Regions from separate parts of the Mus musculus genome. Here all the other regions are linked to region 1. A link is a contact called in public ChIA-PET, Hi-C and promoter capture Hi-C data. All regions are on one chromosome and are shown on one strand. The core of a region is the stretch at or near the end of the contact, and the rest is flanking DNA. Distances in the headings are between cores, read along the strand shown. Region 1 holds the start of Il17rd (interleukin 17 receptor D). Region 2 holds the start of Ccdc66 (coiled-coil domain containing 66). Region 3 holds the start of Dennd6a (DENN/MADD domain containing 6A). Region 4 holds the start of Arf4 (ADP-ribosylation factor 4). Region 5 overlaps Gm52095 (a long non-coding RNA gene). Region 6 holds the start of Arhgef3 (Rho guanine nucleotide exchange factor (GEF) 3).

The links. Hi-C and Micro-C count contacts between places; a contact is called where the count stands out from the background. ChIA-PET counts read pairs in DNA pulled down with a chosen protein or histone mark. Capture Hi-C pulls out chosen DNA fragments and counts their contacts.
Region 2: a Hi-C map of cardiomyocytes shows a contact between it and region 1, with 3 times the contacts expected there. The contact joins the promoter of Ccdc66 here to the promoter of Il17rd in region 1. A contact is called at or near these places in 4 of 39 promoter capture datasets (liver, pre-B cells and stem cell-derived epiblast-like cells), 3 of 484 Hi-C or Micro-C datasets (CD4 T cells, cardiomyocytes and uterus), 2 of 115 datasets of contacts at active chromatin or transcription factors (large pre-B cells and memory CD8 T cells) and 2 of 9 other capture datasets (adipose tissue and liver).
Region 3: a promoter capture Hi-C map of pancreatic islet shows a contact between it and region 1. The contact joins the promoter of Dennd6a here to the promoter of Il17rd in region 1. A contact is called at or near these places in 4 of 39 promoter capture datasets (the C10 cell line, the HPC-7 cell line, hematopoietic stem and progenitor cells and 1 more), 2 of 115 datasets of contacts at active chromatin or transcription factors (embryonic stem cells and large pre-B cells) and 3 of 9 other capture datasets (adipose tissue, liver and pancreatic islet).
Region 4: a contact with region 1 is called in an RNA polymerase II ChIA-PET map of memory CD8 T cells, with 54 read pairs. The contact joins the promoter of Arf4 here to the promoter of Il17rd in region 1. A contact is called at or near these places in 12 of 39 promoter capture datasets (the 3T3-L1 cell line, the C10 cell line, the HPC-7 cell line and 7 more), 4 of 484 Hi-C or Micro-C datasets (the HPC-7 cell line, embryonic stem cells and muscle stem cells), 14 of 115 datasets of contacts at active chromatin or transcription factors (the SCID.adh cell line, astrocytes, cardiomyocytes and 11 more) and 2 of 9 other capture datasets (adipose tissue and liver).
Region 5: a contact with region 1 is called in an RNA polymerase II ChIA-PET map of memory CD8 T cells, with 26 read pairs. The contact joins the enhancer-like site here to the promoter of Il17rd in region 1. A contact is called at or near these places in 13 of 39 promoter capture datasets (the 3T3-L1 cell line, the C10 cell line, the HPC-7 cell line and 8 more), 3 of 15 datasets of contacts at CTCF or cohesin (the NIH/3T3 cell line, embryonic stem cells and pro-B cells), 29 of 484 Hi-C or Micro-C datasets (the AML12 cell line, B cells, CD4 T cells and 21 more), 6 of 115 datasets of contacts at active chromatin or transcription factors (craniofacial prominence, embryonic limb bud, embryonic stem cells and 2 more) and 2 of 9 other capture datasets (adipose tissue and liver).
Region 6: a promoter capture Hi-C map of adipose tissue shows a contact between it and region 1. The contact joins the promoter of Arhgef3 here to the promoter of Il17rd in region 1. A contact is called at or near these places in 4 of 39 promoter capture datasets (embryonic stem cells, hippocampal neurons, liver and 1 more), 8 of 484 Hi-C or Micro-C datasets (cerebral cortex, embryonic stem cells, granulocyte-monocyte progenitors and 1 more), 6 of 115 datasets of contacts at active chromatin or transcription factors (effector CD8 T cells, embryonic stem cells, large pre-B cells and 3 more) and 2 of 9 other capture datasets (adipose tissue and pancreatic islet).

Annotation. Positions count from the first base shown.
Region 1 is chr14:27,036,911-27,041,285 of GRCm38.p6, reverse strand. Il17rd (interleukin 17 receptor D) reads right to left here and starts at 2,285. Exons shown (of 13, transcript NM_134437.3): 1 at 2,057-2,285. The coding sequence starts at 2,182.
Region 2 is chr14:27,506,726-27,511,100 of GRCm38.p6, reverse strand. It overlaps Ccdc66 (coiled-coil domain containing 66), which reads left to right and starts at 2,641. Exons shown (of 18, transcript NM_177111.3): 1 at 2,641-2,679. The coding sequence starts at 2,669.
Region 3 is chr14:26,577,652-26,582,026 of GRCm38.p6, reverse strand. Dennd6a (DENN/MADD domain containing 6A) reads right to left here and starts at 2,477. Exons shown (of 20, transcript NM_001134465.2): 1 at 2,165-2,477. The coding sequence starts at 2,392.
Region 4 is chr14:26,635,959-26,640,333 of GRCm38.p6, reverse strand. Arf4 (ADP-ribosylation factor 4) reads right to left here and starts at 2,200. Exons shown (of 6, transcript NM_007479.4): 1 at 1,848-2,200. The coding sequence starts at 1,914.
Region 5 is chr14:27,403,671-27,408,045 of GRCm38.p6, reverse strand. Gm52095 (a long non-coding RNA gene) reads left to right here. Exons shown (of 4, transcript XR_003951011.1): 4 at 1,884-2,164. Arhgef3 (Rho guanine nucleotide exchange factor (GEF) 3) reads right to left here. Exons shown (of 10, transcript NM_001289687.1): 10 at 4,135-4,375. Among named protein-coding and RNA genes, the nearest start is that of Gm34702, 5.6 kb to the right of the region's middle. Within about 2 kb of position 2,420, at least 103 of the 459 cell types and tissues checked have an H3K27ac peak or open chromatin away from gene starts, as enhancers often do. A contact at or near this core is called in B cells, the G1E-ER4 cell line, the HPC-7 cell line and 9 more, where this site is marked.
Region 6 is chr14:27,333,538-27,337,912 of GRCm38.p6, reverse strand. Arhgef3 (Rho guanine nucleotide exchange factor (GEF) 3) reads right to left here and starts at 1,876. Exons shown (of 10, transcript NM_001289687.1): 1 at 1,644-1,876. The coding sequence starts at 1,736.

The DNA.
Region 1 (4,375 bases), core at 1,036-3,535:
TTTCTCAAATCATTTAATATAGGATTTTACACAAAGATTACAGAGTTTACATGTCCTCCACCAAGATTTACTGGGCTTCTTGGCTTTGGGGCCACCAAGGAAAGAAAACACATAAAACTGGTGCGCACCAGCGAAAGGGACCTGAGTGTAAAACGCAGGGCACGGCATTCTGGGAGGGTTTCCCTAAAGAGGCATCCCGTGGGCTGGATGTGAAGCCAAGCAGAGAGCTCCCAAGGCAGAAGAGAATCAAGCATACCCTGGCAGTGTGAAAGCAATCAGAAGCTAAGTAACACGGAGGGAGGGAGGGAGGGAGGGAGGGAGGGAGGGAGGGAGGGAGGGAGGGAGGGAGGGAGGGAGGGACAGAAAAGATGGGTGTGAAGGAGGTGGGTAAGCTGGGCCTACTCTCACAGGTGGGTACCAAGCAGGCAATTACAGAAGGAGCCAGGCCGCGGGAAAGTGCCTGGAATCCGGGACAAGGCCCAGAAGCTCCCAGGCTCATCCAGGAAAGGGGACGAGGACTCAAGGAAAGGGCTGTAGACAGTCCCAAGAGGACAAGAATGTCAATAACCCTGATGAACCACATCAAGGGGGGGGGGGGATGTCACATCGAGCGATACATTCCTAACGAACACAAACACCGCTGCGGCTCCTTCAGAGACCACTTAGACCCAGTGTTATAACTTTACAAGTGGCATGTACTCTAGGCTATTACAGGAAGGCAGCAACAGCCGATACCAGTCCAGATCTGAACTCTTCTAAAAACTGATAGGTCAACGTTGAGATTACCGTAAAAGAAATCTGGAATGTGTTAAAACTAACAGTGATGTTTTACTGCAATGGAACACAGTAAGAAATGGTGAGGTTTTACTTAAACGGGAAGAAGTAACGGCGTTCACGAAACGTGAAAGAACCATAGCTGCCTGGCTCATACCTGGTTTTCTGAACCGGGATTCCCTCTAAGAGAGAAGCAAGTGAGCCAAGTATCCCTAAGAGGTGTCGCGTCCTGGGTCTTGTCTGTACTGAGACTGAACAGACTTTTCCATCGAAAAACGTAAGTCACCGTCGGTCTAAGTAAACTGCCCCAGTGTATCCCCTGCGCCCTGGGGAAATCAGTAACAACACGCCCACCCCCACCCCCTCTTCCTTCTTTCTAGGTGAGGAAAACAAGCTCCTGGTTGCTGGAGTGCAAAGCCTGTGTTCTCACAATAGGGTTCAAGGTGTGTGTGGACTGACTCGCAGCACCCTTGTCTCTGTGGGAGGTTCAAAGTCCGCAAACCAGAGGACCGCACTATCTAGACAGCATCAAAAGAACACTCAGCTCTGGGAAGAAGGCTTTCAAGTTCCCAAAGAAAGTCTGGAAGCCACCATGGTCTCAGGTCTGGGACACCTGGCGGAGCAAACTTTCGCTGCCCTTTGACCACAAAAACATCCTCAACTCAAGCTGGGTCGTGGGGGTAGGGAGTAGGGTAGGGGACCATTAGCTAGACGAAAGGCTGTTTCTCAAAAAGTTCGGAATCGGCGATTGGGTAAAAGTTAGGTGACGGCGATGCCTAAAAGAAACAAAGCAACTGCGAGAAAGGGGGGGCATCCTTCCCTAGCACTCCAGACACCCTTCCCTGGCTGCCCTGGGCCCTCGCAGAGCTGTGGACTGGAGGTCCAGGGCACGAACCCCACACCGGCTCCGAAGTGCACCGGTCCTGCGCACTGCCCGGAAGATCCCAATCCCCCGGGCAGAGGGCCGGGAACAAAGGGTGGGGCGCACGGCCCCCGCCTCTCCGCCCAGCCACCCGCCCTCAGGAGTCGGACCCCAGCCAGCGGCCGCGCCTCATTAACAACACAAAGCCAGGGGTCGGCGGCCCCTTTCATCCTGTCCGGGACCTGCAGACGCGCGCCCGGGGATCCAGACGCAGGATGAGCGGCTAGAAAAGCTGAGAACCCCGTTGCTCGCGGATCCGGCGTCCAGCGATCCCCGCGGTCCCCGCTCGCCTGCGCGCGAACACCTGTGCGCGCGGCGCGCCCCCAGGTAACCTGGAACCCGGAGAAGCCTTCGCCTTACCCTCCAGCCACAGGTGTCCGCGCCCCTCGCGCGGCCGGAGCCGCCCGCGGCCACTGCCAGCTGCGAGCCGTTGAGACAGGCGTTGACAGTGAAGAAGAAGGAGCAGAGCTGCAGCCACGGGGCCATGGCCGTACGCTCGCCCAGTTGGGCCGGTCTCCGCTAGGTTGCTGCCTGTAGCTCGCTCTCTAGTCCCGAGTGGGCGGCGGCGGTAGCGGCGGCGGCCGAGGCTGGCAGCCCTCACCGGGCATGCGCTGCCGGGCTTCGCCCCTCCTCTTTCCTCCAGGTTCCGCCCTCAATCTCAGCTTTCCGTCCTGGTTCTGATCCTGTAGCCCGGCCCTTCGGTCTTGGCCCCGCCCCAATGCACAGGAGACTCTGGCTTCCACCGGAGATTGACACAGCAGGAGGTTCAGCACTAAGGGATTTTTTTTTTTTTTTTAATCCAAAGGATTTGTCCAAATGACTTCTCCATGCAAAAACTTGGGGCGAATCAAAGAATATAATAATAGTAATTTTAAAATTAATGATTTAATAAGTACTTGCTTTTCAAATGTCAAGTTCCTTCTTGCACCCTACCAATGAAATGACAAGGAAATGTCATAATAAAGCCTCTAGGGAAATCCTGTCTCTACATTTACTCCTGGGACCCAGGACAAATTATTTGCTTCCTCCAAAGTGCTGTTCCCAGTAAGACGAAATGAAGAACAAGACTCTTCATCCAGGGAGAGTTCTGTTAACATGTAGGAAGCAATCAATAAAGGCTACAACCACGAACTGACTTTCATAAGGTCACATAGCCTTGCTGGATGGACAAATCGACAGTTATGAAAAAAAAGATAAAGATTGAGTCAAGACGGGCGGTGGTGGTGCGCACCTTTAATCCCAGCACTCGGAAGGCAGAGGCAGGTGGATTTCTGAGTTAGAGGCCAGCCTGGTCTACAGAGTGAGTTCCAGGACAGCCAGGGCTACACAGAGAAACCCTGTCTCAAAAAAAAAAAAAAAAAAAAAGAGTTGCCTTGGCCATGGTGTCTCTTCACAGCAATGGAAAACCCTAAGACAGCCACAGTGGGTAGGCACCTGTCCTCATCGTGGGGTCACGAGGTCCACAGAAGACTGCCCTTCCAGATGAGCTTTCTCTGAGTAGATGCAAGAAGCACACTGCTCCTTGCAAGAATCTGCAAGTCAGAGCTTTTCTCCCACGCTCCTTTAAACTCTAGGCATTCAAAGTCCCCTTAGCAAAGGCTGTCCAGGCTCAGAGCTGCCACAGACTGAGATATTGTCAGGATGGATGACCTAGCTTTTGGTGAAAAACTAAGACAACCATGAGGTTATTGGCTCCTTAATCTACATGCACTCCTGCCTTGATGTGTTCCATAACTTACTAATCAATCCAGGCCCAGTGTTTTTGTTATAATCAGTGATTTTAAAATACCCCCACACGTTTATCTCCCTCTCTCTCTAAATTTTATTTTATTGTTTTATGTTTTATGTGAGCATTCTATCTGCATGAACACCTGCAGGCCAGAAGAGGGCATCTGATTCCCATTATAGATGGTTGTGAGCCATAATGTGGTTGTTATGAATTGAACACAGGTTTTAATGACTAGAATCCAAGAATCATTTTTTAAAAAAAGGAAAAACCTCAAACCCTACTAAAGTTCTAAATAAAACTAAACTTAGTAATAGATGTGTGTGTGTGTGATTTTTTTTTTTTTTCAGTACTGGGGATCAAACTAAGGCCCCTCTGTGTGCAGGGCAACCAAACCCCTCTACCCCTGAGCCAAACTCTCGGGCCTCTCTCTCTACCCTTTAAGGTCATATTTATTGCAAGGCTTTTGTTGTTGTTAGTAGACTAGTTTTCTTTGTGGTGGTGGTAAGGACTCAGGACGCTAGGCAAGCTTTCTACCCTGGCCTAAGACTCTTCCCCACCCCAGGCTCTTGGGATGTAGCCCAAGGCCAGCCTGAGCTGTCTTGCCTTCTGCCTCTGCCTCCTGAAAGTGGGGATCACAGGCTTAAGTTTGCGCCAGCAGTCTGTTTTAGGCTTTTGGAAGAAAAATGTAGATTTGTAGGAAGATTAAGGAGCTAGGCAGCCGGCTGGTGAGATGGCTCAGTGGGTAAGAGCACCCAACTGCTCTTTCAAAGGTCAGGAGTTCAAATCCCAGCAACCACATGGTGGCTCACAACCATCCATAAGGAGATCTGACTCCCTCTTCTGGAGTGTCTGAGGGCAGCTACAGTGTACTTACATATAATAAATAAATCTTAAAAAAAAAAAAAAAAAAAAGAAGAAGAAGAAGCTAAGCAGCTGTGGTGCATTCTTTT
Region 2 (4,375 bases), core at 1,392-3,891, 470 kb before region 1:
TCGAGCACACATGAGAACTCACACCTTGCATGTATACATGCCACACTAACTCAAAGAAAAAGGTAAGACTTTCAAATTCACACTACTCTACCTCCCAGAAAATGTCTATTAACCTGCCGACTCTAGCCCTTTTATTTATTTATTTATTTTATATATAACACATAGGCTTTTTATGTAGCTCTTGCTGACCTGGAATTCACTATTTAGATCATGGTAGCCTTGAACTCACAGAATCCCCCTGCCTTAACCCTGCTGGGGTTAAAGACACGCACCACCACAGACAGCTAAACATTAACAGCATGGTCAAATGTACAAGTGTATTCTTCCTCCCCCCCCCCCTTTGTTGTTTTTATCTTTTCTAAACCATTTTGAAACAGGGTCACATGTAGGAGAAGCTAGCCTTGAACTCTTTGGTCTTCTGTCTTAGACTCCTAAGTGCAGGTATGTGTTTCCAAGCCTGCTTTCCAAACCTGTTTGGCTTTCTAAAGAATAATATTAGTCAGGGTTCTCTAGCGTCTGTAGAACTTTTGGAATGTCTCTATATATGAAGAGAATTTATTGTAATGAGTTATAGTCTGCAGTCCAACTAACCCAACAATAGGCAGCTGTAAATAGGAAGTCCAAGAATCTAGTAGTTGCTCAGTCCCACGAGGCTAGTTGTTTCAGCTGGTCTGTATAAGCTGGGATCCTGAAGAAGTAGTTTCCAACAGATGTGCAAGCAGGCAAAGAACTAAGCCTTCCTTCTTCCAATGCCCTTATGTAGGCCTCCAGCAGAAAGTGTGGCCCAAATTAAAGGTGTGTGCCACCACAACTGGATCTGGAACTTGCTCTGTCCCAGGCTGACCTTGAACTCAATGATATGCTTGCCTCATTCTTCTGGGATTAAAGGCATATACTACCTTAACTGGGCCTAAGCTTTTCATGGCCGCTATGCCTCAAGATCTGGATCAAAAGTATGTGTCATCCCAAGTCAAGATCTGAGTCAGAAACCCGTGTCTTCTAGCCTCATGATCTGGATCACAGGTGTGCCCTCCATTTCTGAACTGTAGTTCATTCCAGAAGTTGACAACTAGGAATAGCCACCACACCTGTATAGCCTAGGCTGGCCTCACACTATGGAGGACCCCCAGCCTCTGTCTCCTAAGTGGCAGCAGCTGTGGTTACAGAAGTGTACCAGACATCAACTGTTTCTCTGACACTCACTTTGGTACAGGATTCCAACGGTGTGTGTGGCATGATGGGGAATTGCCCAGTCTTTGAGGATTTCTGTTGCATAGGACTAGACTATCCTCCAAGCCCAGCTACCACCATCTTCAGGATGCTTAAATGGGCCTGTCTGCATAAGATAGCACTCCCTGATAGCAGGACTGGATAGGGAGGTTCGTGGGACTCCCTCCTGAGCATCCCTCTCAGCCAACCAAATCCAATACTGCTGTAATGACACGTGGGCTCTGGGAACTCAAGGGGAGCAGATGCCCAGCTATCACATCCAGCCGTGAGCTTGAGCTTGTCGCCAGCCTTGCTAAGTGCAGACTTTACATTTACTTTCGGATTGCCCAAACTCCTGAAAACCCTCCTGCATGCTCCGGAAGTGACCCTAATAATGTCTCTACTATTGGGATCCTAGGAGGAGGGAGGTAGACATTGCCTTCTTTTATTATTATTATTATTACTAATAATAATAATAATTTATTTATTTGGTTCTTTTGAGACAGGGTTTCTCTGTATAGCTCTGGCTGTCCTGGAACTCACTTTTAGACCAGGCTGGCCTCGAACTCAGAAATCTGCCTGCCTCTGCTTCCTGAGTGCTGGGATTAGAGGTGTGCGCCACCACGCCCGGCTGACATTGCCTTCTTACACTTTACCCTCAGCAGCTTCTTTATGGAAGTGACATTTGTTTATTTTTATGTGGGGATTAGTGGGGGTGGGGATGGGGGTAGGGATGGTGGTGTCTTGGAACTCACTCTGAAACAGGCTGCCGAGGGTGCGCCCTCCCCGACTCCAGTCTGACACCAGGATTGATATAGCTGCAGGAGGCTTAGCCCCCTGACGTGAGTACTGGGATTCTCTGGAAGAGCAACAAGTGGAATTTTGGGCTGAGTCTAAAAGCGTCAGCTGGGGTTATACACATATTCACATTAGATATAAGATCTGTAGTATAATTGTTAAGTGGTCAGTGACCCAGGCAAGTCCTTTTGCCTCTTCGTGCCTCAGAGATAGCACTGCTAACGACGGATATACGAGTTTGGTCCACACTGTGACTGTTGCTGCAGTATTTAAAGAACTTCAGCCTGTAAGGTGTGGGAAGCACGAAGAGACAGAGACATATACTCTGTGTCCTAGGCGTCACAAGTCCTTCAACTAAATAAACCTCTCCTCCAAATATAAAAGAGAATGGTTACATCTGTTGTTTCTGCCTATTTGGAAACCTCCATTAGAGCCAAGGCGGCTCCCCAAGGTTGGCGGTGATCACGAAGAAACCGCAGACGCCCCCGGAGAGGGATCTAGAGTCCGGGGAGGCCGGCATCAACGAACGGACCCGCCAGCATGTCCCACTGTGATTGGCTCGGCTGGCCCCCGGCAACCAATCAGCATAGCGTTTGTTGAGCAGCGGCAGCAAGCTGGGTACACAAGTGACCTGAGCGAGCTGCGGGTGGGCGGCGGGGCCATGAACCTGGGGTAAGCCGGCGGGGACTCGCTGGGCTGTAACTTTCAGCCGGCGCGTGGCGGCGGGCGGGGTTCCGGGTCCAGCGCGGACCGTGGTGTTGGAGCGCCCCGGAGGGGAGATGGCGCCCCAGAGGGCGAGATGCTCGGGGAGCTACGGCTGCCCCGTACTGAGCTGGAGCATCCTCAGCTGGGGCTGGACCGAGTCTGGGGTGCGGTCTTCATCTTCAGAAGTTCATCGTTTTAGGAAAACCAGCCACCAGACCTAGACGTAACCGCGCATCCAGAAGCTGAATGTTAGGTTCTCTTCTGGGAGTTTAGAAATCAATGAGGCAGCCTGCCCCGTAAGCTTGCGGGGCGGTAGTATAGAGACTTAGCAACTTCAGATTCATTCAAGAGGTTGCCTTCTAACGTACCCATGAGCTGTTTGTAGTCCTGCAACGGGGTGGCCTCTGACAACCTATATCTCCCAGATTGTTTCCTTTTACAAACGCAGGCACTTTGATTCTCGCTACCAAAGCAACTCTGAGTTTAAAGTTGCTAGTCAACCTGCTCGCCCTTAATTTCTTGGTTTGGTATTTTCTCTTTGACGTTGTCGTCATTACTGTTCATAGACACATAACGCCCACCCCGTTCCCACCCCACCCCCGTAAGACTGTGTAATACTGTGTGTAGAATCCCATCAGAATTTTGTTGACTTTAATAGACAACGTAAGTTTTGCTGGTAGTGTTTACCGTTTCTTTATGGTGGCGCTTTTGACATGTAAAGTGTCATATTAGCCAAAGTTTATTGTTTATTTATTAAGATAGTAATAGAGTCACTAAAGCAATCGTGTAGTATATGAAATAGTCCAAGTTGTGTGGAATTCTGTATTTAAGCAGCCGTCACATTGGTGACCATTTTAGCCATCTTTCAGTCGCGTCTATTCCTCCTTGGAATCTGTCAGTCATGAAATTGTTAAAAACAAAACAAAACAAAAAACGCATAAATAGCTTATCTATGTCTTGTACCTGGCTAAGGAGTTCTGGTAGCAGCATGGGACTTTTGGTATAGAGCTGCAGGTTAAAGGATGCTGCAATAACTGGGTTGCTTTATTTCTTACCAGTAACAAAAACCAGGTTTCAGGTTAAACATGACACATGCTGGCCTCACTGAAAAGTTGTAAGAAAGTCTTTTGTATTTTTTTCCCTCTTAGGTTAAAAAAAATGTGTATGTATGAACACATATATACACATACTTTTTAAATACTTATTTTAATTTTATGTGAATGGGTATCGTGCCTGCATGTAAGTCTGTGGGCCACTTGTGCTGGTGCCCTTGGTGACCCGAGGGGCCTTTACAGACACTTGTTAACTGCAATGTTGGTTCTGCTTGCCAAGAATAGACAGTGCTCCTCACTGCTGAGCTGTCTCTCCAGCCTTGAAAACAATATTTTAAAATTTAAAGACTACTTTGAGGGAGGTTCAGGCAGGTGAATCAGGAATTCAAAGCCAGCCTGGTCAACCAGCCTGGTCTACATACATAGTGAGTTTGAGGGCAGCTTGGGCTATGTGAATTAAAAGAAACAACCAACCAAAACCCCTGCTTTGATGGTCATGTGATTCCTGTATACATTCAAAGGTATAGGTTTACTTTCAAGGTTCATATAAATATCCCTGGCTGCTATTTAGTGAAAGTTGTTAAATTAAACTTGTCAAAACAATTTTCTTT
Region 3 (4,375 bases), core at 1,228-3,727, 460 kb after region 1:
TCCAGTCTCAAAGCCAGATCATTGACATCTTACTGTGTTTACCATTCCTTAGCTCCGTTATGAAGGGACCTTCCTCTCTTCTCCTTACTTTAAGGCAGTGATCCTTAATCCAGACAGAGACGACGACAACACCTCCACGGATCAGTGCAAACAGCCTAGCTAGCAACACAAGTTTGTCCTACTCATTTTCCAAGAGAGTTCAAACTCTTCTTCTTTTGTTTTTGAAAGTTCAGGAAGAAAAAAAAAAAAAAAAAAAGCTAAGAACTACTTCGTAAAGATACTGCTCTGAAATGGCAATTATGGGAAATAAAATTTCATATATAACCTTTAGTGATTATTTTTCATCACCTCAACTCTGTCAAGATATGCCACTTATTTAAAAAAGAAAATACTCATGTTAAAAGCAATGTTCCAAACGATGAGATTACAAAAACCGATCAATGGGGCTAGAGAGATGGCTCACTGGGTAAGAACACTCGATGCTCTTCCAGAGGACGCAACTTCAGTGGCAGCTCTCAACCGTCTGCAACTCCTGTTCAGAGGCCCTGATGCCTCCTCTGACCTCCAGGAATGAGTGTGGAGCATGGACACACAGACAAGCAAAATAGCCACACACAAATAAATCTTTTTTTTTTTTAAAGGTGACCAAATATGACAGCTTCTGCTTACCGATTAAGTTTTATTTTGCTACACATAAAATTTCAGTTTATCATTAAATAACGAGCATAATATATTGTTTTGAGGGGCTGGAGAGATGGCTCAGCTGTTAAGAGCACTTGCTGCTCTTCCAGAGGATGTGAGTTCAGTTCCCAGCACCTACATGACCAGAAGGATTGCAGACTGAGTGGATCTAACCCCCTTTTCCAGCCTACACAAGCACAAGGTACAAATTCTCTTACATGCAGAGATGAAGGCAAAACATTCATACACATTATATAAATAAACAAATCTTTAAAAATAAATGTCTTCAATCTTTGGAGATTGTTATTCCTGTCTCAAATAAAATACAGAATCACTTTACATACTAACTCCCTCTATCAACAAACGTTTAATGAATACTGTATCAGGCAATAAATTTGATCCTATTGACTAAATAGATTAATTCTTAGATCCCCACCTTATTGTCTCAATTCATAAATGCAAATGAGAACATCCTTTTATGTGTATGTCCACTAACTTGTATGGTGCCTAGATCTTAATAAAAACTCAATATTTAAATGAACTATGTAACGATACAAAAGACAAAGATGCAGCAGTTTCTCGTTTGGAACAACCAGACCAACCAAATCAGAATAAGATTAGAATCTTTCACCGATGCCAAAAGAACAATAACAAAATACCAAAAACTTCGGGACATACACCTTTCTAATGCCTTTCTAGTAACTTTTCACTTGGATAAATAAGACAAATCTTTTATGCTAACAAACAACAACAAAAAAAAAAGATGCAAAGTGATGGCAAAAATGAGTGAGATTCAAAGGTCTTTTAGGTAAGATGTTATGATATCTAACAGATTTATAAGCCAACAATTTTTCCACTGACATTAGGTTTCTGGGAATTGTCACAGAATCAGTATTAAGAAACAGCAGGGGTCGGGAGAGGGGTGTGGGGACAGCTTGCCTAGTTTTCAGAAGGCCTTGAATTCTGTTTGCAATGCTAGGGAGAGACTTGGAGGGAATGGGAACCCAACGACATTTCACAGAGAAATGGGGAACAGAGAAAAGGGAGAGAATGCATGCTAAGCATTTTGACTTGGACTCAGTGGACCGATCTACGAGTTAGCGCAATTGACAATACAGTCAGTCAGCCCACATGATTGGACGTGCACGTTTGGCTACTGTAATTCACATATGTCAGGGGGTATTGTTCCTTTCTTGAAAGTTCCAAGCAAACATCCTGTCTGCTGTAGGCTTTTCTGGGTGCCACTACCCTCCAGTTATCGCTGGTTTTTTGTTTTGTTTTTTTAAAGAGGAACATCAACAAGTATTTAGGAGGGGCCTACAAAGAACTTTTCACCCCTAGCCGCAGCCCACGATCCTCCCACCGAAGGGTCGAGAAGCACCGCCCAGCTGAGCCGCGCAGGGGCTGCGAGCCACGCCCGGATGAGCAGCGGCCAGGACCCGGCCGCCCAAGGGTGGAGACACAGGGTGCGGCTCGGCCTCACCTCCACCGCCTGGCCCAGCTCCAGGTCGAAGCCCACCACACACACGCAGTGTAGCCAGGCCGAGAAGCCGTCCCAGCGCAGCAGGCCCCGGCGGCCATCGTCCTCCTCCTCGTCCTCCAGCGCGACTCCCGCCGCCGCAAGGGCCGCCGCCTCGCGCCCCTCAGCCCCGGCCTCGTCCAACGACCCGCGGGAACCGGGCCCAAAGACCGCCGGGCCCGGCAGAGCCATCCGCCACCCCCTAGGCGCTTGAGCCGCCTCCGCTGCGGACCGCGCCGCAGAGCGCGCAGGCCTCCGCGCACGCGCACCGAGTGCTGCCGCTGCCGCAGCCGCTCCGGACTCCCGGAATAGGGGCGCGGCCACGAGGCACGTGACCCTGGGAGCGGGGGGTTCAGTGGTTTCCCTACAAGCCGCGGCTATCTCTGCTGCTCGCTCAGACTGGCCTGCTGGTTTTACAGTTCTCTAAACTCAAACAGTGGCTCAGGAATCGTCATCTCAGATCCACAACAATACAGCAATGAATTATTCTTGGAACGACCCAGTTCATTATTAAAGTGTTACTAAAACATAGTGGTTAACAGTAGTTTAATTAAACTTTTACTCTGTGACAGTTGATATGCTAAGTTCAAATACACCTATTAACTCTTATTAAACATATCATTATGGTGAACACTATTGTTTGTTAAGTGTTGGGTAGGACTTTCTTTTCTTTTTTAGCTATGCCTTACATAGTCCCAACTGGCCTCTAGCTCATGGTACTCCTACCACAGCTACCCAAGATTCTGGGTTTAGTGGCATGGGCCACCACCTCTGGCTAATTTGTCTTCACAGATAAGGGAACTGAAGTTCGGAGAGGCTTCGTGACTAGCCCAGCAAGTATAAGAACTCTAAGGCAAGCCTGTGTTCACTCCTGCAGTCCCCTGATAGAGATGTGTACTTTAACTCTCCGAATACCCTCCCTACCAAGGCAGCTCCCATCTTTATTGGTCTGGCGGACTCTCTCAACTCTTACGCATATGCAGACTTTCTTGGAATCTCGGGTTGGTCAGTCACCTTTGGACCATGCTATCTGAACACTGGAGGAAGGGCCTGGTTTCAAGCTACCTTTGTTAAGAAGTCAAGACAGCTCTAGGCTGGGCACTCAAGAAACATCTGCCCTGGTGAATTGCTATTGATTATTGGCATAGCATGATACGACTAAGTAGGATTTTTTTTTCAGCACCTGCTAGGATTTATTCATCAAAAGTAATTAGAGCCGGGCGTGGTGGCACATGTCTTTAATCCCAGCACTCGGGAGGCAGAAGCAGGCAGATTTCTGAGTTCGAGGCCAGCCTGGTCTACAAAGTGAGTTCCAGGACAGCCAGGGCTATACAGAGAAACCCTGTCTCAAAAAACAAAACAAAACAAAAAAAAAAGTAATTAGAAAACGTGGTAATACCCAATAGGAAAGTGTGTAAAAGATGATAGATAACATACAATGGATTTATCAAAACCCATTCCCATGCCTTTCCACGGCCTCAAAAGGCAGTGATATTACTGTTTCTATTTTACATAGAACAAAGCTGGGGCTCCAACTGATGGCTCAGTGGTTAGGAGCGCTTGCTGCTCTTGCAAAGGACCAGGTTCAATTCTCAACACCCACATGGTGGTTTGTAACTCCAGTTCCAGGGGATCTAATGTCCTCTTCTCATCACCAAGAGCACCAGGAGTGTGTGTGGTGCACAGACATGAATGCAAGCAAACAACATTAAAACACATAAAAATTCTTGACCATCAAGAAATGATCCATCTCTTGATGGTCAAGTATTCTCAAACTTGAGTAGTAATGAATGCTGAAGACTTTCTTAAAGATGTATTTATCATTTTTCTTTTATATATATGAGTGTTTTGCCTATATGTATGTATGTATGCATATATGTGTATGTATGTATGTATGTATGTATGTATGTATGGGTACTGAAGTGGAGTTTGGTTTGCACAGAGGCCAGAAGAGGGTGCCAGATCCTCTGGAGTTAAAGATGGTTGTAAACTCCACGATGGTGCTGAGAACCAAACCTTACTTACTCTTCTACAAGATCAACAAGTGTTCTTAACTGCTGAGCCACCTATCTCTCTAGTCCCACCTGGAAAGTTTGGATAGCATAGAATTAACTGGGGACAACATTTAAATTAGAAACTGTCCTTGCCTAAAACAACCTGCCTGTGACAAAGAAC
Region 4 (4,375 bases), core at 951-3,450, 400 kb after region 1:
CTAAAGAACCTTAATTAAGCTATTAAAAAAAAAAACACTGTTTAAGAACTGCTTCTCAGTAACAGGTTTTATTGCCCAGCAGAGACCATTTAATTGGGCACAAGCATGACAAGTGTACACCTGTAATCCCAGCACTTGGCAGGCAGAGGGAGGTGGCTATCTATGAGTTTAAGATCCATCTGGTCTACAGAGCTACACAGTGAGTTCCAGGACAGCCAGGGCTATATAGAGAGACCCTGATGTCATTTTAAAACAAAAAGAATAGCAAACCTGAGTGAGTAAATACTTAAATAAAAAGAGTAAACCCAAACCGTGACTTCCACCCCTTCCGTAATCTCAGCTAGCTAAATGCTTGTCTACTTCCATTCTCTTTCAATCAGGATGGACAGGAGAGTTTCTCAAACATAGTACAGTGCTTAAACCATCATTTCACGCTTCTCCCTCCATCCCTTTAGCCATCACAAGACTCTGACAATGACAGTAACATCGACAATAAATTCTTTATTTTTCAGTAACACAATCCTGTACTGGATAATCTCTAAGAAACCCATTTATCACAGTGCAAAGTCCTCCCTTTGACTTCAGCCTTTTTCATACTGCCAATTTCTAACCAATTAAAGCTTAAATAACAGTCTGCCCTCCTAAAATAATTGTCCTTTTCATAAAGAGTATCTGCAAAACTATGAAAGAAAACATTTTCACTTAGCTTTGTGAATGGATCTCGCACAATTGTTTTTATGAATTGTAAAGAAGCTGAACAAACTAACAATAGCCAATTTGTACAGCCACGCTCTGCAGCACTACGGAAACTGAAGCGCTCCATAGGAGTGGGTGCTCAAAATAACCCTTTGCTCCTCACACTCAACAAGCGTCAACATTCAGTGTTCTCGGGGCTTTTTAAAAGGCGTCATTCAGGTCCTTGCAACTCAGCTGTGAGGTAGACTGCTGTACTAAGGAGAGGCCACTTTACAATGCCCAAGCGAAAGGCCTCCGCTGGGCAATAAAACCTGTCACAGCGAGGCAGCTTTTTAAACAAACGATTTTTTTTTTTTTTTGTAGCTCAATTGAGGTGCTTTACAACTATCCGTTTAAAAAAAAAAAAGATTTCGTCTCTAAAAGCTTTTGGATTTTATTATTATCCAGGCCAAATGGATAAGATTCGTATGAAAGAGCAAAGATAGCAAACCAAACAGGTTTAGAACTGAAAGACAGCCATGGGATAACTTTCATTTTCACAGAATAGGCTTCATAATCACGAGAAAAGAAAGTCGAATCCAGAGCAAGGCAAAGTTAAGCAAAGTGAGCTCAGAAGTCTCCGGACTTTTTTTCCGAATCTTGGGTAGCACCAAGTGTGACTTCGCCACAGTGGGCCTGGTCACTTCCTGCCCCAGGCGGCTCCTGGCCCGGGCCACATACCGATGGTTGTGTGCACAGGGCGTACACGACCAAGAAAGGGGGAGGAGGAGGAAGGCTGGAATAGGCCAGCTTCACTCTCGACCGCTGCCCACCGCCAGGGAAGTGAGGTGGAAGGAAGATTGCACCCTGAGAACGGCACCTTTAGAATGAGCTCCGCCAGTGTGAGCTAACCCTACATCTATCTCCGCTCAATCTCCCCAGGCTCTCAATTACAGCAGGAAGAGAAAGGCACGTAAAGCCAGGAGCGAGGAAATCTGGCCCAACTCTCTGGCTCAGCCTCTGTGGGAAACAAACCCCTCGCCCCTCGCCCCCATTGTTCCCCGAACGATGCTTCTTGATCGCCCTCCCCCACCGCAGCCGGAGAAGGCTGGGCGCCGGGCCACCGGCTGGCGAAGACACATGGCCTTCCCCGGCCCCGGTCCCTCACTCACCCATCAAAATGCGCATCTGCTTCTTGCCGAACAGGCGCGAGAAGAGAGAGGAGATGGTGAGGCCCATAGCGGTGGTGGCACTTGACGGTCAAAAGGAGGGGGTCTGGTGCGCCCTCGGGCCTTCACGGTTCCGGCTCACAACCGAGTGGGCGGAGGAGAAAACGCTGAAGACCTGTCTCGCTGGCTGGAGTGTCGGCGAAGCCGCGGGACAGGACGTAGCGGGACCGGGACCTGCTAGGCGTCTGGTGCGGTGGCTCCGGCGCGGCGTTAAGTGTTCGGCTGTGCCACGTCACACGGCGGCCGCGGAGACTCAGGCGGCGGCCCGCCCGCTCCAACGCGGACAGAATCGCGTCAGCGCTGCCCCACCCCCCTGCGTTGCAGGCGCCGCCCGGGCCACCGCGCCTGCGCGCAATGGGCCTGAGCCCGCTACGCCGACGTGCGAACTACCGGACGTGGAGCCCAGCGAAGACGGTTGGCACAGGCAGACGGAAGGACAGGCGGGCTCCCATGAGTCCTTGCTGCATCTCGTCCAATGGGGTTCGAGGTGAGTGGCTTCCGCCCGGATGAATAGTAGTAGTCCAAGGTTCGGGTAGGCGAGATGTGCATTGTGGGCTGAGTGGTGACGTTCTTGCTGACCTCTGGGTGACTTCTTCACGGGAGCCTCGGTGGTTTCCCACTCCCACAAATGTAATCAAATCTTGCAAGCAACCAGTAAGTTTGTCACAATGAAGGAACGAAGATGGACCCTGTTTTAATAAAAAATTTCCAGGCTGGGTAGGGACATGCGATGAGACGGATTTCATGTGAAATATCCTTAGTAGCTCGCTGCTCACAGCAAGCAGGGATAGGAGATCCAAAGACAACCCGCACAACAAAGGAAAGTCTTTACTCGCATAGACTTAATTTTATTCATTTTTTGAAAAAAACTTATAGACATCTAAAGTATCCCTCTAAGGATAAAGGGGTCTCTGATTTTTGCAGTTGGGTGAAAGTATTAGTAATTAAAGCGTGGCTGGCCTTCACAAGGGCAGCATCTGATTCTAGCTTCTCCAGAGAGAATTAAAAACAGACCTGCTGGCAGAGTAAAGGTGGAAAACTCCTAGGCATGACGCCAAGAATCATCAGAATGCTATGACGGTTTTCCATCCGCTTCCAGTACTGAGGATGGAACCCAGGATTTCAAAGCTTGCTAAGAGCGTTCTACCACTGTGGACAGTTTTCCTTTTGAGATGACAAACTGCTCTCGAATTTGTGATCCTCCTACATCACCCTCCAGAATGGCCAGGTTTCTTGGCTTGTACCACCACACCCAGTAGAGTACTAATTTTTTGAGAGGTCAACTAAAGACTGCGTTTCTGAAACAGGAACCTTGTCTGTCCTATTCATTCCTATTATTCCCAGAATAATAATGAAGAATTTACTACCGTTTTACTGGTTACAAAATACGATGTAGGGGGGAAGCAAATTATCTAAGAATGTCACCTTATAACTATTGCTAAAGTTTACCGTTAGTAGCGCCCACAATCCTACCCTTCCTAGTTAGTGTTCACCAGCTCTTAAGTATTTTCTCTAGGAAGGTACTTTTTGTTTGAGCAGTTCTCTATTTCTTAGGTTCAATGTGTGATGTCTTCTGTTCAGAAATAAGGCTTCCTATTTAATGTTATTGGCAAGAGCCCACCGTTCCTCTTGTCTGAAAGCATTAAGGAAACAGAGAACTTGGCATACTGCAAATAATGACAGGGATATGACCTATAAACTATGGTATATCCACACTCTAGGATAATATGAGGAATTAAAATAAATCAGAACTATACACAGTATCCTAATAAAAATATCTCCAAAGTAGCTTTAGTGGAATGGAGGACAAATAGTAAATACAGTAAGGTGATATGAAAATAGATTTTTAGGGATATAGCTCAGTTAATGAAAGTCTTGTCATAAAAGCTTTGAGTTTATTCATTCCCCACAGATGGGAGGTGGTGACAGGATGATGAGAAGACCAAGGATATGCTCCACTGCAGAGTACAGGCTGCAGGGGCCAGCCTCAAGTACATGAGACTGACTCTAAAACAAAACACACGTTTCTGCCATCTGTGATAAGGCACATTTGTAATCCCAGCTCTTGTCAGATAGAAAGTGGAGGATCAGGAAGACAAGGTTATCAAAGCCTGAACTCTATGAGAACCCAGCAATAATACAGTTTATCACTGTGTATATTTGTATATTTGTATATCTGTGTATATTGTATGCAAGCATGTGGACACAGCACAGGAATTTAAAATAGTATTCAGTAGTCATTAGCAGTTACCTGATTAACTATGAAGGAAGGAAAACTTTGCAGGGAATGGAGAAACCCATATTGAAAGGGTCAAAAAAAAAAAAAGAGCTTTACTTGTACTTTAAAAAAAAATCACTTTACTGAGATATAACTTCATGCACTGATTTGCCAATTTTAAGTGTACAATTTAATAACATATATTCTGCCATATAACTGTTTCTAAGGCTGGTGAGCATAGACATAGCCTGAC
Region 5 (4,375 bases), core at 1,171-3,670, 370 kb before region 1:
AGCAGTTCATGCTCTTAAGCACTGAGCCATCTCTCCAGCCCCTCTACCAGGTTTCTTACCCTAGAGGTCTCTGGATGGTGACTTCCTTAGCTTTATCTGGTCCAGAAGGTATTTTGCTTCTGTTTTTGAAAGATTTTCTTTTACCTTAAAAAACTGCTCATCCACAACGACAGGAAGCAAACAAATATCTCAGAATTGTTTTGAAGCCATTCATACTTTGAACCCAACATGGTGGCGCACGCCTTTAATCCCAGCACTTGGGAGGCAGAGATAAGCGGGTTTCTGAGTTCAAGGCCAGCCTGGTCTACAGAGTGAGTTCCAGGACAGCCAGGACTATACAGAGAAATCCTGTCTTGAAAAACCAAAATAAATAAATAAATAAATAAATAAATAAATAAATAAAATAAAAATAGAAGTTGAGGATGTAGCTCAGTGATGTGAGTACTCACCTACTGTTTGATCCCAGTGTTAATACATGCAGAAAAACCCAATTTAAAAGTGCATATATGAAGGCTAGGTGTGCTGCTCACTATAGTGCTGTAATGTAGTCAGAGCCAGGAGAGTTGCTCCAAGCTCAAGATCAGTCTATTCTCTACAGCAAGTTCGAGATGAGTGTGGAAAACACAGTGAGACCCTTTCTCCAAAGGAAATACACACACACACACACACACACACACTCCCTAGCGCAACCCGATGAACAACAACAACAACAACAAAATTCCTGATTCTCTTTATTGAGAAGGCTCCTAAAAGTATGTACACATATATCAAAACTAAAGAGGCTCCCGCCCAAGGGTTCACCTTTGCTTTTTCTTTTAGCATGTACTAAGCAATGGGTTCCTCTGTGGCAAGAATTTTGTGTGTATGCCAATGTGCTGGCCCATGAGAAGTCCAGAGGGTGACATCAGGTTGGCTGCCTTCCTCTGCTGTTCGCCACCTGAACTTTCAAAGCAGGACCTCTCATTTGGTCTAAACTTCCACATGTCGGCTAGACTGGCTGGCAAGTGAGCCCTTGGGGTCCGCTCATTTGCAAACCCCCTCCCCAGGTGCTGAGGTACAGACACATGCTCTCACATGCTCACCTCCCGAGTGCTAGGATTTTCCATGGATGCTGCGGATCTGAACTCAAGTCCTGATGCTTGTACGGCAAGCCCTTTAAGACCGAGCCAACTCTCCCTGTCCCTCATTGTGACATTTCTTCAAATACAGGTGTATGTGTATACGTGTGTGTGTGTGTGTGTGTGTGTGTGCAAGTGGAGGCCAGAGAACAACCCTGGGTGTCATCCCCGGGCACACTCTCCACCTTCCCTGACACAGTCTCTGATTAACCAATTAGGTGGGCTCCAAGGATCCCCCTATCTCCTCCATCTTCCCAGTCTGGAACTACAAGATCATGCCATGTCACCTTGCAAGTGTAGTGTATTCTGAGGATCACATTAAGTCTCCATGCTTGCAAGACAGGTACTTTACCAATGGAATATCTTCCCTGCTCCCTTGTATTCATACATGAATATAATGTACTTTGGTCATATTCATACTGTTACCCTTTTGGGTCCCCTTCCCCATCACATTCTGTATCTCAAATATTCCCCCCACCATGTATGTATGTTATGACAGGGTCTCATGCAACAACTTTACAATGTAGAATCACATGGGAAAAGGGAACCTTAATTGAAGAACAGCTTTGATCAGATTGACCTGTGGCCATGTTTATGGTAAATTGTGTTCACTGATAATTAGTGGGGGGCAGGGAGACCCAAGCCCACTATGGGTGGCACCATTCCCTTTGGCAGGGAGATACATTAAAAAGAAAAAGAAAAAGCTGGCTGAGCATAAATCAGTGAGTGGACCAGTAAAGATCATTCTTCCATGGTTTGTTTCAGTTCCTGCCTTGACTTTCCTTGATGGGACTGTAACCTGAAACTGTAAGTAGAAATAAACCCTTTCCTCTCCAAGTTGCTTTCGGTCATGGTATTTATCACAGCAACAAAGGAAACTAGGCTACCCCTTGATAAACCGCTCTGTCTAGGTAGGCCTGTTGCTGACTGGGAGAACCACCAACATTCCTGAAGAAAAAAGGTGTGATGTAAGGAGCAGTGACATTGTTAAAACTGTCTGCCTACACAGACTTGAGGGGTAGTGACCTCTTCTCAAGGTGGCCTTGCTCATGTGGGGCTTCTGATCCTGATGACGTTAAGATCCCTATAGACAGCTCTGGGTTTGGGGAACTGTCTTCCAATTCTGCATGTCCATTCTCTAGAACCAGGTGGTGCTCTAGATTTGGGGAAGTAAAAAAAAAAAAAAAAATGGGTGCATAGAGAACATAAAGTTGAACAGGCTGCTCACCGAGATGGGCTGTAGCATCCTGTAACAACCACGAAGTTTGCATTCTTAGCAGCTGGAGACTTCTGGCAATGGAAACTAAAGCAGTCAGTGGCAGTGACCACAAGCCAGAAACTGAAACCACACTCTAATTCTGCACAAGATTGCCAGCCCCGGCTGTTTTCATTGTGTCTTGACTACAAGGATTACATCTAGTTGCATGTACTATAACAGCCTCAGAGCAGACTGAAGCCCATGTAGCCTGCCGCCACTTGTACTAACTCTCAAAATGTCAGCACCAACAACTAACCTTCTAGCAAAGATACAGCGCCTAGAGTCAACAAGCCAATGCCACTCTAGAAACAAAATGTGGAGACTGTCCAAAATGTCTCTGAAGCATGGGCAAAGGGAGACCAGAGAACAAAGCAGACGGGTTTTCTTTTTCTTTCACTTTCTCCCTTCCTTTCTTCCTTCCTCCCCTTCCTCACTCCCTTCCTTCCTTCTTTCTTTTTTTCTTTTTTTGTTTGTTTTTCGAGACAGGGTTTCTCTGTGTAGCCCTGGCTGTCCTGGAACTCGATCTGTAGACCAGGCTGGCCTCGAACTCAGAAATCCACCTGCCTCTGCCTCCCGAGTGCTGGGATTAAAAGCGTGCGTCACCACGCCCGGCTCCTTCCTTCCTTTCTTTTTCATTTTGTGTGTGTGTGTGATATTTAACTATGTAGCTGACTGACCTGGTACTATCTAGCCCAGGCTAGCCATCAAATTAAAACAATTCTCTTGCTTCAACCTCTACGGTGCTGGGATTGCAGACAGAAAACTTGATATTTTTTCCCTTGAGAAAAACAAAACTGGACTTACCATCTATGTGAACGCTGTGCCAAATCTAGGAGTGGACAGTGTGTTAAAGGATATGGCAGACACATAAAGACAAAACTCGTCATTAACCTTACCGGACTAACATGCTGTTGGAAATGCTTGCTAAGATCTTTAACCTGTCCCGTCTTTCTATAGACAAAACAAGAGCCCTACTCTGTCAGAGAAATAAAACCATTTCAGTGAACAAGCAGACTAAAATTCCAGCGTAACTTAAAAATGAAACTTCCCTTCGCCCTTCCTTTTCCTTGTTGTTTCAAGATATGATCACACTATGCAGTCCCAGCTGGCCTGGAACTTGCTATACAGAGTAAGCTGACCTTGAACTTCAGGAGATCCTCCTGTCTCTGCGTCTTAAGGGCTGGAGTTACAGGTGTGCACCACTACCCCTGTTAGCTTCAAGTTCACCGTCAGTCACTTGTGTCCGCAGTGAGATGCAATGCTTCTTTTCTGTCACAGCTCTGACTAAGCTTTGTATAGGGCATAGATAAAGGTGAGTGAAGGGGCGAGGGGTGGCAAGATGGCTAAAATGGGGAGAGGTGCTTGCTGCTAATGCCAAGCCGGATGACCTGAGTTCCGTCCTCAAAACTCATACAGTGAAAGGAGAGAACTAAATACTCAGGTTGTCTTCAGACCTCCACTCAAGTGTGGCAGTACCTGTGTACTTACGTGCATGCCTCACACACACATACACTAAGTACACACAAGTGAATAAATGGTGTACACTAAGTATACATGGTAAAAGAAATCAGAGCAGAATGCTTGAGAAAACAGAAATGTATGTTCTGTAACAGCTTTGCTCCATCAGTCGCACTATTTATTTCCGCAAGTAGTATTTGGAAACCACATGTAAAATTTCAGAAAGAAACTCTTGCCTTTCCAGAGGACAACCTGAGACTTGATGATGGCTGAGCACACACTGTACACAGGAGGAAAAGGTGTTTTTAATGCAATTTATTTGAAATGCTTCCAGAAAAGTTTAAGGCCATTATACAAAAGTATTCATTTCACCAAAACATCCGTCCACTCTCTTCCCACAGGCTGACAGACCTTGACTCACTGGCCACCGTGGCCAGCGGCTCTACAGAGAACAGTTGAAGCTTTCTCCATCATCCAGTGTCCTGTCTCAGCTTTCCACTGTGTCTGCCTGGAGCAGGTTTGTTTATTCAGCAACTTGGGA
Region 6 (4,375 bases), core at 627-3,126, 300 kb before region 1:
TCCTATTAGTAGTGAGGAAAATTAGCATAACTGTTCCTGAAATGCTACAGCACATATATATCTACAGACTATGACTAACAAGGGAAGAAGGAATAAGCAGACAGGTTCACTCAAGCCTTTACCACAGGACCCCAAAACTCAAGACAAAAAGATGAAAAAAAAAAAAAAAGCCTGGTCAGAATTCCCAGCGATTTTCACTCTTATCTTCTCTGGCCCACTTTAATGTATTAACCAAACCAGGTATGCTTTATCTCCTCCCAGGAGTTGGAGAAGCCACCAGTCCCATTGCTACTGAAAACTCATATCCATTCTAGGCTCTATCAACCTGAACTCCATGACGGTACCAAACAGATGAGAGCCCACTACACTTCCACAGCTGCTGAGACTACAAACTCTACAAATATTCAACTAGCTACGGAAAGGCCAGAGGCTTATCTTGTGCTCAGCAAACAAAAAGGAGGATCTAACCAGAATCTGGTGGAGTCCTGTTGAAGGGAGGCAATCTTGTTGGAGGAAATGGATCTCTGATGCTACCAACCCCCAAAACACACCTATACAGAATTCAGAGCGTCAAGGGCACACACCAAGCAGACCTACATGTGTTGTGTAGGTGGAATCAACAGTGCTGTGACAAGGCGGGACACACACCTGCCTCCAGCGTCACTGCCCACCCCGAGTCTCTCAGAGTGAGGCAGAGGAAAGTGGAGAACGAACACACACACACACACACACACACACACACACACACACACACACAGACACAGACACAGACAGACGACATGATGAGCTGGTCCTACGGACTCCACCACAGCAAAACTGGAGTCTGATAAGACAATTAACTGTCTTCTCTAAAACCTTGAAAAAGAATGAGAATCGTCTTCTCCCCCAACTGAACCTAACCAACTTCTAAGGGCAGTCAGCAATTTGCCAGAGACAGGACACATGGGGGTGGGAGAGGAAAGCCTAAGAAAGCCAAACTGAGAGGACTCCCTGGATTACCCAAGGGCACTGCCCCTCTCCCCGCGCCCAAGTTCCCAGAATGGGAACTGTTTCTAGCATTTCAAGTCAGCTTCCCATTCACCAACGTTTTAGCTCGTTTTCAGCAGTCATGAAGGAGAGCCTCAATTACTCATTTAGCTCAGACCCAAAATGAACGACACCCTTCCCCCAACCTCCTTTATTGGTTACTTGTGACAAGTAAAGGTGCCCTGTCCCGCCCTTGCTCTCAAACAGCTACAAAACCAAGTGTGTCTGGTGAAATGTCTGAACCGGTCCCCAAGAACTTAGCTCTCTTAACCCCGGCCGGGGACGGGGAGACATTGCTTTACGAGGCTCTCTCTCGACACCCGGGCCTTCCTAACAGGGCAGCGGGTAGGTAGGTGCCTTTGCAGGCTCTAGACAGAGACTGGGGTTCGGTCTGCCAGTCGCTCGGAAGGAAAGAAGCAGCATCAAAGATCTGCGGTTCCCGAGCTCAGGGAGCAGGGCAGCGATAGAGGACCCACAGAGAAGGCGTGAGAGGGAACACTTGAAGGGGCGATCTGGAGAAGCGCAGCACGTGGGGGAGACGGAGAGAAAGCGAGCGGTACACAGGGTGAGGTGGCAGAGAAGCCCGGAGGTGCAGGTGTGTGGAGGGCGCGTCCTACCTCGTCCTTGGCCACCCCGCTGCCCAGGGGCGCCTCCAAGCTGCAGTTTGCCCTCTTGACAGTGAGGTAGAAGGGGTAATCCTTGGCCACCATGGCGGCTGCCGGGCCTGCCCTTTGAGATGTCACCGCTAATTTCAGGCGACAACAAAAATCCCGGGTAAAAGAGGGCCCGAGCTCCACGATGCAGGCGACGGCGATGCGAACACCTACAGCTGCTTCTTGCAGAGTGGACCTGACGCCTAAGCTCCACCGGGAAGGGCGGGGCCGCTTTAAGCCATGCCCACTGAGGGAGGGCGGGTAGGCGGGACTAGAGAGGCCCACCCCGCCCTCCAAGGAGCGCCAGGTGCGAACTTACAGACGCCTCCTGAGGCTGGGGCGGTTCTGCAGACTTTGGGGACCTCAGGGGACGCTTGCGTGGAGCTGCCAGACCCCAGACCGCTACATAGCTTGTAGCAAGGAAACCAGGACCCTAGGCAAACGCTGATAGAGCAGGGGGCAAGTCCCAAGCCAGGCTCTCACTTTCCGAGGGGTTAGGGGAGGAAACCTGCGTGTGCAGGGTTTCTCTACATCTCTGGCTGTCCTGGATACATTTTACTAAAAATAAGCTTTAGTAGGTAAAAGCAGTCCAAACAGTAAAATGCACCCATTTTAAGTGCAGTTCAAAAAGCACCGTGAAACCAAGCTCCAAAGCTGAGAGACAAATACTTTCCACCACGCAGTACGGAAGGAACGGAGTCCCCTCTAACCATCCCCTCTCCTCCCCCACCACACAGGCCCCTACACCTACAGCCTACACCCACGCTGGACTGATTCAGTCTGTTTCCAGCTTAGAGCGAAGACCACGCTTTTGGGGATCTTTTCTGGGGAAACACTGACGTTTTAAATGCCCAAGAAGTAATTACAAGATCGTTGCTGCAGCCCAGACCAACCTATAAAAAAAAACCAAACACACACACACACACACACACACACACACAAAACCCCAACAACAACAACAAACAAAAAACAAAACGAAACAAAACAAACAAAACCCTAAAAACAATGGTAACAGTCTTTAGTAAGAGTATTTAAGTAAGCTTTTCTAATTATAGAACACCACCCCATAGAGATCAGAGAGGAGAAGGGTCTATGGGTGTGAAACTGAAAGAGTTCCTTTATGTTGGCCTCAGTTGGAAAATAATTGCAAAAGGCTGGGAATGCCGGGCTTTGGGAGAATAGTTATCAAGTGTGAGGCTGTGAGTTCGATTCCTAGTATCCAATGTGTAACAATTCGGAACAAAGCAGTACACAGTTTGTGTTCAAAACACAGCTACAAAAGAGTTTTTCTTTCTTTTCTTTTCTTTTCTGTCCTTTTCTTTTGTTCTTTCTTTCTTTTTTCTCTCTTTCTCTCTTTTTTCTTTTCTTTTCTTTTTTTTTTTTTTTTTGATATTCTCTATAAAGATATACTTGGAGGTCAACAACATTGAATGTCTAGAAGAATCTGAGACAAGCTTACACTCTCCCTGGTGGCAGAGGAGAAACATCTGGGATAGAAAAGGTTAGTAATAGTGGACAAAGAGGCTTTACAGTTACAGTAACAATTTTCAACATCTTAAAAGAAAAATATATTCACATCACCCTGGGAAAAAAAGATTCATTTTTTTTAAGTTATCATTTCCTCCAAATAACATTTCTTAAACTTTGCTATAGTATCTTTCTCTCCTCCCGTGAAAGGTCTGCATACGGAGGGTGTTGTTACAGAGAGGTACTGAGTCTTGGTTTTGCTTCTGGGGTGTGAAGGAGGCAGTGTGATGAAGAAATATAGACCTGCTTCCAGATGAGGTCAGGACCCAGCAGTTCCTACTTTTCCTGGCAGGAAACTGCTTAACCTGCAGATCTTCCACCTCAGGTACCAAATCCACACTCTGGCACTAAACCCACTCATTATCTTGCCTGACTAGATAGCAGACAGACAGACAGACTGCCTCTGGAGTCAAGAAGGAGTGTATGTGTAAACAGGGCTCTGAAGTGAGTGGGTTCCTATTGAGACTGGAGAAAGCGCCTGCGGTTTTCTTCCCAAGTATGCAACAAGAAGAAAGCTGCAGCAAGAGGCATGGAATGAGAAGGGGCATGTGAGAACTGCTCATACACCTGTAAGCTTGGCCAAAGATAGTGTTAGGCAGAGGAAACCCCATTTCCAAGGGTGCCCAACCAAGCCAGGCCCAGAGGTAGTGACATGTCCCAGAGCCAAGGCCTCCACAGCCTCTCTTCCTTTACCCTGCCCTGCTCTTCCAAGCTCACCCACAGTCTCCACCACAAGACCCTGGGCATCAACAGTGCATTTGGGAATGAGCCTTGATCCCCAGTGAAGTTCACTGGGCCTTGTTCTCCAGTTGGAAAATACACTTACAGCCCTCGATGGGGTGTTACCTGTAATCGATTCCCACAGCCCTGGTATTGGGGTGCTTTAGTGTTCTTAGGACTGACCAGGCAGTGTGACACATCAAAAACACATGGTAATAATAAATAAGCTCTTATAAATGGAGAGAAAAGAGGACTGCAGAGTTGGCTCACCAGTTAAAAGCACTTGCTTCTCTTTAAGAGGATTCAAGTTCAATTCCCAGCACCCACTTCAGGTAGCTTGAAGCCACCTATAAGTCCAGCTCCTAAGGATCTCATAGCCTCTTCTGACCTCCACTGACACCCACACACATGGGAACACACACACACACACACACACACACACACACACA